Linked DNA regions of Mus musculus: regions 1 and 3 are each linked to region 2. The links are chromatin contacts, called in public HiChIP or PLAC-seq and capture Hi-C maps. All regions are on one chromosome and are shown on one strand. The core of a region is the stretch at or near the end of the contact, and the rest is flanking DNA. Distances in the headings are between cores, read along the strand shown. Region 1 overlaps Cnih4 (cornichon family AMPA receptor auxiliary protein 4). Region 2 overlaps Lbr (lamin B receptor). Region 3 has its middle 31 kb from the start of Gm39718.

Region 1 (3,848 bases), core at 777-3,276, 660 kb after region 2:
GGCTTGAGAGATGGCTCAGCAGTTAAGAGCACTTACTGCTCTTCCAGAGGACCATGTAGGTGGCTCACAGAAGCTACTGGAACTCCAGGGGGTTAATGCCTCCGGCCTCCACGGGCACCGCACTCATGTGCATGAGCGAGCCTTTAATCCCAGCACTTGGGAGGCAGAGGCAGGTGGATCTCTGAGTTTGAGGCCAGCCTGGTCTACAGAGTGAGTTCCAGAACAGCCAGAGCTACACAGAGAAACCCTGTCTCGAAAAATCAAAAAAAAGTAGGCACATGCCCTTTTCTCAGCACTCAGGAGGCAGAGGCTTGCAGATCTCTGTGAGTTTAAGAGAGACTCGGTATAAATAATAATACTAATGGTGACTCATGGCTGGCCTGGCCTCTGAAGCACCTTCTTTGGGTAGCTGACCTTAACTCAGTGCAGTTGTGAGGTCTCCTTCCACAGCCCATCCTGCTCCTATGTGGCCTAGCGTACAAGCGGTTCTTGGTCTGTGAGCTGTGAGGATAAGACCCAGGCGTCTTCTCCCTCATTCTCTGTACTACCACAGACTACAACTGCCAAGCTGAATACTTCGGGATTGATACTGCTCCTTCTTGTCACTTGAGGTGACATCAGGACAGGAAATACTCAAGAAAAATCACCTCAGTTAAAAATGAAATAAAGGGGGCTGGAGAGATGGCTCAGCAGTTAAGAACACTGGCTGTTCTTCCAGAGGTCCGAGTTCAATTCCCAGCAACTACATGGTGGCTCACAACCATCTCTAATGGGATCTGATGCTCTCTTCTGGTGTTATCTGAAAACAGTTTCAGTATATTCACATAAAAAAAATTTTTTTTTAAAGAAAAAGAAAAAAAAAAAAAAGCTGGGGGGGTGGTGGCGCACCCCTTTAATCCTAGAACTTGGGAGGCAGAGGCAGGCGGATTTCTGAGTTCGAGGCCAGCCTGGTCTACAGAGTGAGTTCCAGGAAACCCTGTCTGGAAAAACCAAAACCAAAACCAAAACCAAAACCAAAACCAAAACCAAGGAAGGAAGGAAGGAAAAGAAAGAAAAGAAAAAGAAAAAAACCGGGCATGGTGGCGCACGCCTTTAATCCTAGAACTTGGGAGGCAGAGGCAGGCAGATTTCTGAGTTCGAGGCCAGCCTGATCTACAGAGTGAGTTCCAGGACTGCCAGGGCTACACAGAGAAACCCTGTTTCGAAAAACAAAAAACATAAAACAAAACAAAAGGGCCTGGAGAGATGGCTCTGGTTAAGACCATCTGCTGCTCTTTCAGAGGACTCGGGTTCAATTCTTAGCACCCACAAGGTAGCTCTCAACTGTCTATAACTCCAGTTCCAGGGGATTCAACACCCTTGCACAGACACATACACAAGAACACCACCAATGCACATAAAAAATAAAAATAAATAATTTTTTACAAATGAGACACAGCCAGGCATGGTGGCGCATACCTTCAATCCCAGCACCTGGGAGGCAGAGGCAGGTGGATCTCTATGAGTTTAAGGCCAGCCTGAAAGTGGGTTCCAGGATACCCAGGACTACACACTGAAACCTTGTCTTGAAAAACAATGAAAATAAACAAAAAAGAGAAATATATCTTATGTGCAAGGATCAACCTTGTTCTTGATCATCTGATCAAGATCAACCTTGACTAACAAATGACTCCAGCGCATGGACAAAACTCAGCCTTACTCAGTTACCAACAGAATAACCAGTCAGGCTCATTAAACACACAGTGTACAGTGCAGGTTAAATGCTGTCGCTGATAATTTGAAGATTTTGAGTTTACTATAGATGATAAACTCAAGCACTTCATAGCACTTAGTTCTTGCTGCAATCCCATGAGGTAAGTTTTAGTGAGAGCCCATGATCAGATGAAAACCCAAGGTACAGAGAGGCTAAGTAAGAAGTGCACCCTAAATCTCACAATAGGTAGTAGAGCCCAGATCCCACTGGGTGAGCAACGTGGCCATCAGATCCAAGGCATGCGCTCCACCCTTCTCTAAAACAATGGGAGCATTTCCCCAAAACTTTACTTCCATTTAAGGATTCCCTGAATGCAAGCTGAGTGAAAGGTACTGGAGCAGGTGTGAGAGAAATGGAAAACCCCTGAAATAAAAGCTGACAATCTGGTGATAAAATCTTTTTTAAACAAAAGCATCCACCCCAACCATTTCAACTACGGATCACATTCAGGGGGTAAGGTAACCACGATGTACCCAAAACAAGAAGCCGACAAAGGCAAACGAGGATAGAAAAGGGGAGGATGCACCCCACAGGGTACAGCAGCCCAGACTAAACAGTGCCTCAGGCTGCCCACTGGTAGCAGTAAGGACCACACCCTAGCCCTGCCCCTAAAGTGCTACGCTCTCTCTCTGTCTCTCTTGTTTTCTTATTTTTGAGATAGGATCTTGCTGTAACTTGGGAACCATGGATCTTACTAAGTAGTCCTGGATGGCACTAATTTGTGATTCTCAGCCTCTCAAATGCTGAGATTAAAGATGTAAACCACTATGCCTGGCTAAAATAATGCTTTACAAACCAGTATCTTGGGGTGGAGACATAGCTCAGTGCTTAAGAGCACTTCTTGTCCTTGAGGAGGACCAAGTTTCAGTTCCCAGCACTTGTATGGCAGCTCATAACTGTAACTCAAGTTCTAGGACATCCCCTTCTCTCTGTCTGTCTGTCTGTCTGTCTGTCTGTCTGTCTGTCTGTCTGTGTACATACATATGTATGCATGTACATATTTTTCCTTCTGGCTTTTTGAAACAGAACAGTGAAACCTCTCAGCTAGACTCTATGAGTAAAGAAGACCAATGGCAGTTTTAAGTATATCAATCACCTCAACAGCTAAGAAATAGGTGGTACACAATGGAGTACTACTCAGCTATTAAAAAGAATGAATTGCCGGGCGTGGTGGCGCACGCCTTTAATCCCAGCACTCGGGAGGCAGAGGCAGGTGGATTTCTGAGTTCGAGGCCAGCCTGGTCTACAAAGTGAGTTCCAGGACAGCCAGGGCTATACAGAGAAACCCTGTCTCAAAAAACAAAAAAACAAAAAAATAAAAAAATAAAAAGAATGAATTTATGAAATTCCTAGGCAAATGGTTGGACCTGGAGGGCATTATCCTGAGTGAGGTAACCCAATCACAAAAGAACTCAAATGATATGTACTCACTGATAAGTGGATATTAGCCCAGAAACTTAGAATACCCAAGATATAGTGTGGTGGTTTGAATATGCTTGGCCCAAGGACTGGCATTGTTAGATGTGGCCTTGTTGGACTCGGTGTGGGCTTTACTACCCTTGTCCTAGCTTCCTGGAAGTCAGTCTTCCATGAGGAGCCTTCAGATGAAGGTGTAGAACTCTCAGCTCCTCCTGCACCATGCCTGCCTGGATGCTGCCATGTCCCTGCCTTGATGATAATGGACTGAACCTCTCAACTTGTAAGCCAGCCCCAATTAAATGTTGTCTTTTCTAAGACTTGCATTGGTCAGGGTGTCTGTTCACAGCAGTAAAACCCTAACTAAGACAGTTAGATCGAACACTAATTTAATGACATAAAAAATGAACACAGCTACAATAAATTCACATAATTTCCAAAAGTGTTACAATGTTAATTCAAAATTCTCCAGTACAGTAATACCTCACAAAACAAAGGCAGGCATGGTATTCAGAATGAAAGCTATTCTAAACTTACCTATAGAGATACATGAAGAAACAGAGCAGGTAGAAACCAAGCTTGATCATGGCTTCTTTCATGTGTGACTTTAACTGTCCCCGGTTGTGTATTTCTGTTGGATCAAATACTCCCATGTTGCCACTTGGCACCATAATGAACC
Region 2 (3,784 bases), core at 342-2,841:
CTCTGCTGGCCTGCTACAGGCTGTCTGCTCACAGTTCTGCTCTTGCTGTGGAGGGCATTGAGGCCAAGCCCTGCGCCTGGGCCCTTGGTACTTGGGTAAAGACTTCTTTGTTGGTCTGTGTTTCTAGTGTTACTCCATTCCCTGTTACGGGATTTTACCTCTAAGGAAGTTCCTAAGACATTCTGAGTGATTAGTCTGCAGTCTGTGGAGTGAAAAACAGTTGTACCACTTCATAGATTTTATAAGGGTTAAATTATTCTTTGGAGTAAACTTGGTATGTAGCAAACATGGCTTTAGAAAGCAAACTTGTGGCGATCCTCTTTTATCAGGGCTTAGAAATCCTCTCACTAATGACCATGACTTGTTTGACTGTTAATTGAAATATAATTTGATGACTTCATGTGGAACCTAAGCACTTCAGCTTTTGTAAGAAAAATGATTTCTTTAGCCAAAAGGTGAAATTGTGCACTCCCTGCCCCCAGATTGGGCAGGCAGCACCCTTAGACTGGCTTGTGACTTGTCTCCTGGGCTTTTAGCCTGCTGGCTGCCTGTGCATCAGAGTGGAGCCTAGTGTGCCCTTGTGTGGGATTACAAGTGTGAGTGACCACACTTGGTTTCCCCGGGTTTTATTATAGCCTCTACTGTGAAGGTACAGCATCCTTTTCTTCCCCCCAAAGCTTTATTTATTATTATACGTAAGTACACTGTAGCTGTCTTCAGACGCACCAGAAGAGGGTGACATACTCATTACGGATGGTTGTGAGCCACCATGTGGTTGCTGGGATTTGAACTCAGGACCTTCAGAAGAGCAGTCGGTGCTCTTAACCACTGAGCCATCTCTCCAGCCCGAGGGTACAGCATCTTGATATTCGTTTTCTATGTGGCAGAATGTGACTAGAACCTTTTTATACCATTACCAACTCGTGAGTTCCAACATAAATATTTATAACTGTATACCTTAAGATTATTCTGCTGTGAGGTAATGGCATTAGACTTGAAAATGTGTTCTTGTACATCTCTTTTGGGAGCTACTTATTTGACTTTGGACTCTGAACGTTGGAGTAGTGAGTGCATTTTGAGATTCTTTTCAGTTTAACAGTGAGTTTGAGCTTGGCTTTAATTAACAGTGGGTAAGGATGGTTCATATTGCCAAATAATGTTAGCATTCTTAAAAGACAGTACAAGAGCTGTGGTATTTACACTGAAGATTGTACCTTAAGGACATTGCTTATTTGCATATATATGAAAATAATCTGGATAATGAAATTTAAGACTTAAACAGAAAAACACTGCATTGACTGGTAGCTCCTGTGTGTTGGGGGGGGGGGTGTCTTTTTGAGCCCGGGGACTTAAGGCCAGCTTGGGCAACCTAGTGTGACTTGTCTCAAAACCCCCAAATGTAGCCCCAGGATGAGTGACGTTAATTAACCCTGTTCTCCCTCTTTAAAGGATTGTATGCCTTCATTCTGACATCTGCAGCCCTGGGAGCAGCTGTCTTCTGGGGTGTTGAGCTGTGCTACCTGTACACTCACTTCCTGCAGTTGGCACTGGCAGCCACCGGGTTCTCCGTGCTCCTGAGTGCTTACCTCTATGTTCGCTCTCTGCGAGCCCCGAGGGAGGAGCTGTCGCCAGCCAGTTCCGGTGAGCAGTTCCATCATGGGTCACATGGCTGTGTCCAGAGCCCTGGCAGCCATGACTACTCATAGAGATTGGTTTTTGTCTAGTTTAATTTTGGGAAATAAAGACATAGAAAACAAGTGAAGAAAAAAATTGAAGGCAAAATTTAAGTTTTTTTCCTCATGCTTTTCTATTTAGTTCTCATTAACTCTAAGTATGTGACTAAAATCCTTCAGCAGCTCTGACTCTCTGCCTGTTTACTTTTGTCAAGTAGTAAATTCCTTCAAAACAAAACAAAAAAACAGGCTGCAAGTTATTTGGTTCTGACCTAAGATATTTTTTTTTAAGTTTCCTATGGACTGGGTGTGGAGGCCCATACCTTTAATCTGAGCACTTGTCAGGCAGATGCAGGAGGATTTCTGTGAGTTTGAGGCCCTCCTGATCCAAATAAAGTTCCAGGCCAGCCAGGACTACATAGTGAGACCTCATCTCAAAAATAAAACAAAAGGTCGTATGTTTAAAAATAAACCTGTAGTTTCCCTAGAGGTGAAGTGAGCTCTCAAGATCAGTAGCGGCCCTGGCTTCCCAGTCCTGTCCTTCGCTTCCCCCTCTGCAGTCGTCTCCTCAGGGAGCAGAGGCCCAAGGTCAGCACTTGGTGAGGTAAATGCTTTCTCCTTCCCAGGAAATGCTGTCTACGACTTCTTCATTGGCCGAGAGTTAAACCCGCGACTTGGTGCTTTCGATCTCAAGTTCTTTTGTGAGTTGCGCCCTGGATTGATTGGATGGGTATGTCTTTTTTTTTTTTTTTTTTTCCAATAATTTCAATGGTATGACTTCATCTTGTATTTAGAAGGAAATGTAGGCAATTTTTAAAGATTATAGTTTTCCCTAATTGTGTCTTAACACATATATATTTATTTATTTTTTTACTGGTTTAAGAGAACTTGTTACGGATTGTTAAACATCACAGATATTTTTCAATTTTTATTACATATATCTAGGAAGTGATAGTGAAGATGGAAAGTAAAGCCTTATTTGACCCAGTTTCAGGCTTGGAGGACAATTACAGACATGGAACCGAGACTCCCATTTTCTTTCGCCGGATTCCTTACTAACAGCAGGCTCAGTCACAGTCCCGTCAAGGGCAGTGCTACTGAGGGGATCTGTAACCCTTATTGGGGTTCATTGGTGCTTAACTGTTGCTCCATTCTTTCATCTTGGTCTCCTCTCACTATGCTGGTTCCTTAGGCTCTTGTGACGGTGTCGCCCTTTTGAAGAGCACTGTTCGTAAGACCATCATTCCGTTGTTCTCCTGATCAGAGACCCCATGTGTTGTCAGGAAGCGCAGACAAGTGACACGTCAGGGCTGAGGTGTCTTGTTCTCTGGTGGCCATGGCGGTGTGCACTGGGGGTCTCGGCTCTGCTTGGCCTCGCCAGTGCCTTTGAGGCGTTGTCGTCTTCTCTTCCCAGGTGGTTATTAACTTAGTGATGCTTCTGATGGAAATGAAAATTCAGGAGCGAGCTGCTCCGTCCTTGGCAATGATCTTGGTTAACAGTTTCCAGCTCTTATATGTGGTGGACGCCCTCTGGAATGAGGTAATTTGTTGGATTTTCCAGGTTATATATATATATATATATTTATATATTTACTTATTTTTGAGGTCCTAGTAGTCCATGCTGGTCTGAACTTGTGATCTTCCCACCTTGGCCTCCCACACGGGATTAGAGGAATGTGTTCTGTACCTGCACAAGATAGTTAATTTTAGAAAGAGATGAATTCTTGGAGGCCATGAAGTCAAGCAGCTTTTTGAGAGTTGGTGGGTGAGGTTTTCCTCTGGGGAGCTCTCGAGTTGCTTATATACAGAATTAGGGCAGTTATAGCTTGCTTCTTCTATAGCTTGTGTTGATAAAGATGAGGTAGTTCAAAGGGCCTGCACATGAACACTGGTGGGTGTGTCGACAACTCTATTCGGAAATGACTTTCTAAGCAGTTAACATCATTCTGAGGTCTAGGGTGTGAGCCTTAGGGCCCGGATCCGTGAGCTCTGACTCTTACCTTGCCCAGTGTGATCTGGGCAAGAACTCTGAGAGCTACTTCTTCCCACAGATACATTTTGAACCATTACTTTTTGCTAGGCACTGTGGCATGTACATTTGAAAAATGAGA
Region 3 (3,605 bases), core at 375-2,874, 560 kb after region 2:
ACGTAGCTCACACTGGCCTGAAACTCAGTATGTAACATAACTTTGTCCAGCATTCACGAGCCTCCTGCATCGGGGCTTCCCAAGTGCTGGGATTACAGGCCTGTACCTTCTAGCTTCCAAGTAGACTTTGAACTCAAACAGTGTGATTCAGCATAGAGGGCTAGTTACTGCTCTATCATAGGAGAGCTCGGAGGAAGACTTACATGGGATGCGAGGGCGACCCCCCAGCTCTAGGAAGGATTGAGTTGGGCTCTCTAGGAAAAGCAGGATGGACTTGGTGGTCCGAGATCTGTTTTGAGAGAGGTTGGGGACAGGATTCCAGGATTGAAGCCTACCAGAGCTGCTGAGAGTTCCAGAAAAGAATGTGAAGTGAAGGGGGAGGGGTGGATAATAGAGCAGGGAGCACAGGACCAGCCTCTCCCACCCAGAGGTCCCAGAAGTGCTGAGGAAGGGAACTTCCAGGGTGCCCAGGGCGAGGTTGGGGATCAATTTCCCTTAGAAAGTGGGGCAGGAACCCAGAATTTCACCCTGTTGGCATTCGAGTAACCGCCTACATTTCTAAAGAACACACCACAGTTTACAAATTACTTGCACAAAAAAAAATGTCCTGTTTCACTATGACAGGCAACCTGTGTTAGGCAACTTAAAAATCCTGCACTGAGCTGAGTTCACCGCGGGCCCAGTGAGGGTGGTTCTGTTACTGTCCCTCCCGTACTGGAAAACAGAGGCCAAGGTCAGTTGTCATGTGGCAACATTGGGGTTGGAGCCCAGATCTAATTCGGGAAGGACTCGCTTAAACCGCAGTCCCCAAACAACCTAAGAAGCAAGCAAGTTACTGTTAGCGCTTTGCAGGTGGAGAGGCTCGAGTGAGTATGGACTCTAGCAGGTTCACTCTGCTCATGGTTAAACCAGGTTTCCAGACGTGAGTAGCACAGAGGATTTGCAGGAGGGCCGCGGGTAGACACACCCGAAGCCCGGGTCTGTCTATCTAAGTTCCACAGCTGCCGTACACACCCGTACAGCCTTGGGGAGAAATATTCCAGATTACCAAACACAGCGCTTGTACAATAATCAGGTTGTGCGAAGACCAGATTAGGGAAGACCCACCCCGTGTAGAGCCCCGAGGCTCGAAACCCTCCGGATGGTACTGGCTAGGGCTGGTGATACCTCCTCACCCAGAACCTGGAATTAAGGGAGGCGGGTTCTGCTCCTCTAGAGCCCAAACCCGAGGAAGGAAATGGAAGGGTGGGATGGTGTCAGACGGAAGGGAAAGCAGAGAAGAGGAAGACCAAAGCCAGCAAGGGGGAAGGGGAGGCTCAATGGTCTACGCCCTGACTGTGCGGCAGATGCATGAGGCCCCAAGACTCTGCCTGGCAAGTGCAGACTGATTGCATAGGATCAAATACCGTGCAAGGTTAGTACACCGTGTCCTAGGTAGAGAGGAGGATTTTAATACAGAATAAAGGCCGCCCTCTTTCCTGCCCTCCTCCCACAGAGGGGGGGGAGGGGGGTGACTGGCCCTGGCAGGTCGCCTGTCCCCGCCCCGCGCCCTCCCCAGAGCCTCCTGCCCGCTGAGGTCGCCGCCCAGCAAAGCCTGGGCACTCCTCCCTTGCTTGCCGCAGGTCTCGGCCCATCACCCGAGCCTGGTCCCACCCGCCAAACCACATACTTTCACCTCCGTCTCACCCTTCCCTCCACCCTTCCCGTCTTCCTGGCCCAGTCCTCGCCACTCAGATGATTTTTAAGTCTGCCGCTTCCTTTCAATGGCTAGAGAAAGGATGGAAGGCTTGTGTTTGGCAGTGTTTAAATTACTCCAGAAAACACCCAGTGGCAAAGACAATAAAAGGGTACAGTTTCTTCGGCTGCTTCCGCAGGGCAGGGGGAGGGGTGGCCCGCTAACCTCCACCCACCTGCCGCCCGCCCGCCAGCTGTCTTCTGGGTGGACAGCACGGGGTCTCACCCCTGTCCCCTCCCCCCACCTCCTCTTTGGCAGGCTGGCAGCCTAGGCCAGCTGGATGGCTTGTCTCTACTCTGAGCTAGAAGGCTTCTGAAGTTAGCTGAGGCTCACAACTCTCATGCGCCTGCTGGGCGATCAAGACTTTTTACAAGGAGGGTGGCGCTATTGCCTCCTATCCGTGTCCATCAGAAACCCCTTCCTGACCAGCTTCGTTCCCACAAGCAACTGCGGCTGCTATCTCATGCCACCCGCGTATTCCAGCAGAGTTTGAGGAAGACCCTAATTTCCATTTCTTCCAGCAAATATGATTGCTTGACTCCAACTTCTGAGGTCCTGGGGAAGACAAGAGCCTGTGTCTGGGCTCATCTTAGCAGTTAGCTTGGAATCTGCTCACAACGGGTCACCCCCGGGGAAGTAAGTCCCTTGCTCACAACCTCGATGGCAACCATCCAGAACGAGAGAGAACTCTGCACACCTCAGCTCACCCTGCCTGTCCCCAGGAAGACTCACACTTGCCCATGCTCCTACCCGACCTCCTTCCAATCCTTTGTCTAAGGAACCTCCTGTAGCAGGACTGTCCTAGAAAGCATCCAGCTAAGAAAGACTTCTGCATTAAAGCATTACTTGCTACAGTAGAGCTACGTTCAAGCTTCTAAGTGACTGTCTGCTAATGATGTGACCTTGGGCAAGTCACTTAATCATGCTAAGATCCATGTTAGTCACCTGTCGATTTATCATCGATGCCAGAGTGCAGCCTGCTGCCCATATGAAAGGGGAGTGAACACAGCTTCCTCACCCCCATCTCTATTACAGATGGAGCCCAGCGCATCACAGGTGCTACTGAGCGCCCCTGACAGCTGGCCCGAGACACACCTCCACGCTGCTGCCTGAAGCAGCTCGAACTCCTCAGCTGCCTCTCAAGTGAAGTGGGAGTGGATTTCACTGCAGAGAGAGATTTTAGGGCGAGCCAATAAGACACACAGTTGGGGTTTATTAAGAAGGCATGCCAGCTTGAAGAAAAAGAGGGGCTCGGGTCAGATAATGCACACAGATCCACAGGTGTGTGGGCCTCTCAAGGGGGAGTGTCCCTGCCGTGTCTTAGTGACAACCACACATATAATGTTGGTAGCTCTCAAGCTACATCTCACAGCATCAATAAGAAGACCCCCCCCCCTTTTTTTTTTTTTTTTTTTTTTTTTTTTTTGATAATCGAGGTTAAGGTGTGGCTTCAAAAGCACCTGGATAGGATTGCTAGCTGAGAAAGAAGATAAAACCATGCATGAGCCAAGGGGGGTGTGCAAGGGGTTAAGGCCTGTCCCTTACTATAAATGGTGCTTCTGGTGAGATCCCTCGAAAACTGCAGGTTTACACAGTTGTGAGAGGGAGAAAGGCCGAACCTGCTTCTGTCTAAAGCATGGTGGTTGTCGCTGCTCCAATGTCTCTACGTGGGCGTGGTGGCACTCCTTTAATCCCAGCACTAGGGAGGCAGAGGCAGGCGGATTTCTGAGTTCAAGGCCAGCCTGGTCTACAAAGTGAGTTCCAGGACAGTCAGGGCTATACAGAGAAACCCTGTCTCAAAAAACCAAAAAAAAAAAAAAAGTTATCTCTCTGGGGTTCATCTCACCTCACCAGCAGTTTTATTAACTGC

Evidence for each region. HiChIP or PLAC-seq counts read pairs in DNA pulled down with a chosen protein or histone mark. Capture Hi-C pulls out chosen DNA fragments and counts their contacts.
Region 1: an H3K27ac HiChIP or PLAC-seq map of embryonic stem cells shows a contact between it and region 2, with 6 times the contacts expected there. The contact joins two enhancer-like sites. A contact is called at or near these places in 12 of 39 promoter capture datasets (the 3T3-L1 cell line, 3T3-L1-derived adipocytes, the HPC-7 cell line and 8 more), 1 of 115 datasets of contacts at active chromatin or transcription factors (embryonic stem cells) and 2 of 9 other capture datasets (embryonic stem cells and liver).
Region 3: a capture Hi-C map of embryonic stem cells shows a contact between it and region 2, with 2.1 times the contacts expected there. The contact joins two enhancer-like sites. A contact is called at or near these places in 3 of 115 datasets of contacts at active chromatin or transcription factors (astrocytes, large pre-B cells and stem cell-derived neural progenitor cells) and 1 of 9 other capture datasets (embryonic stem cells).

The regions. Positions count from the first base shown.
Region 1 is chr1:181,162,074-181,165,921 of GRCm38.p6, reverse strand. Cnih4 (cornichon family AMPA receptor auxiliary protein 4) reads right to left here. Exons shown (of 5, transcript NM_030131.3): 4 at 3,707-3,847. Among named protein-coding and RNA genes, the nearest start is that of Cnih4, 13 kb to the right of the region's middle. Within about 2 kb of position 2,026, at least 5 of the 459 cell types and tissues checked have an H3K27ac peak or open chromatin away from gene starts, as enhancers often do. A contact at or near this core is called in embryonic stem cells, where this site is marked.
Region 2 is chr1:181,819,293-181,823,076 of GRCm38.p6, reverse strand. It overlaps Lbr (lamin B receptor), which reads left to right. Exons shown (of 14, transcript NM_133815.2): 8 at 1,450-1,641; 9 at 2,300-2,403; 10 at 3,088-3,213. Among named protein-coding and RNA genes, the nearest start is that of Lbr, 21 kb to the left of the region's middle. Within about 2 kb of position 1,591, at least 3 of the 459 cell types and tissues checked have an H3K27ac peak or open chromatin away from gene starts, as enhancers often do. A contact at or near this core is called in embryonic stem cells, where this site is marked.
Region 3 is chr1:181,254,865-181,258,469 of GRCm38.p6, reverse strand. No RefSeq gene overlaps it. Among named protein-coding and RNA genes, the nearest start is that of Gm39718, 31 kb to the left of the region's middle. Within about 2 kb of position 1,624, at least 318 of the 459 cell types and tissues checked have an H3K27ac peak or open chromatin away from gene starts, as enhancers often do. A contact at or near this core is called in embryonic stem cells, where this site is marked.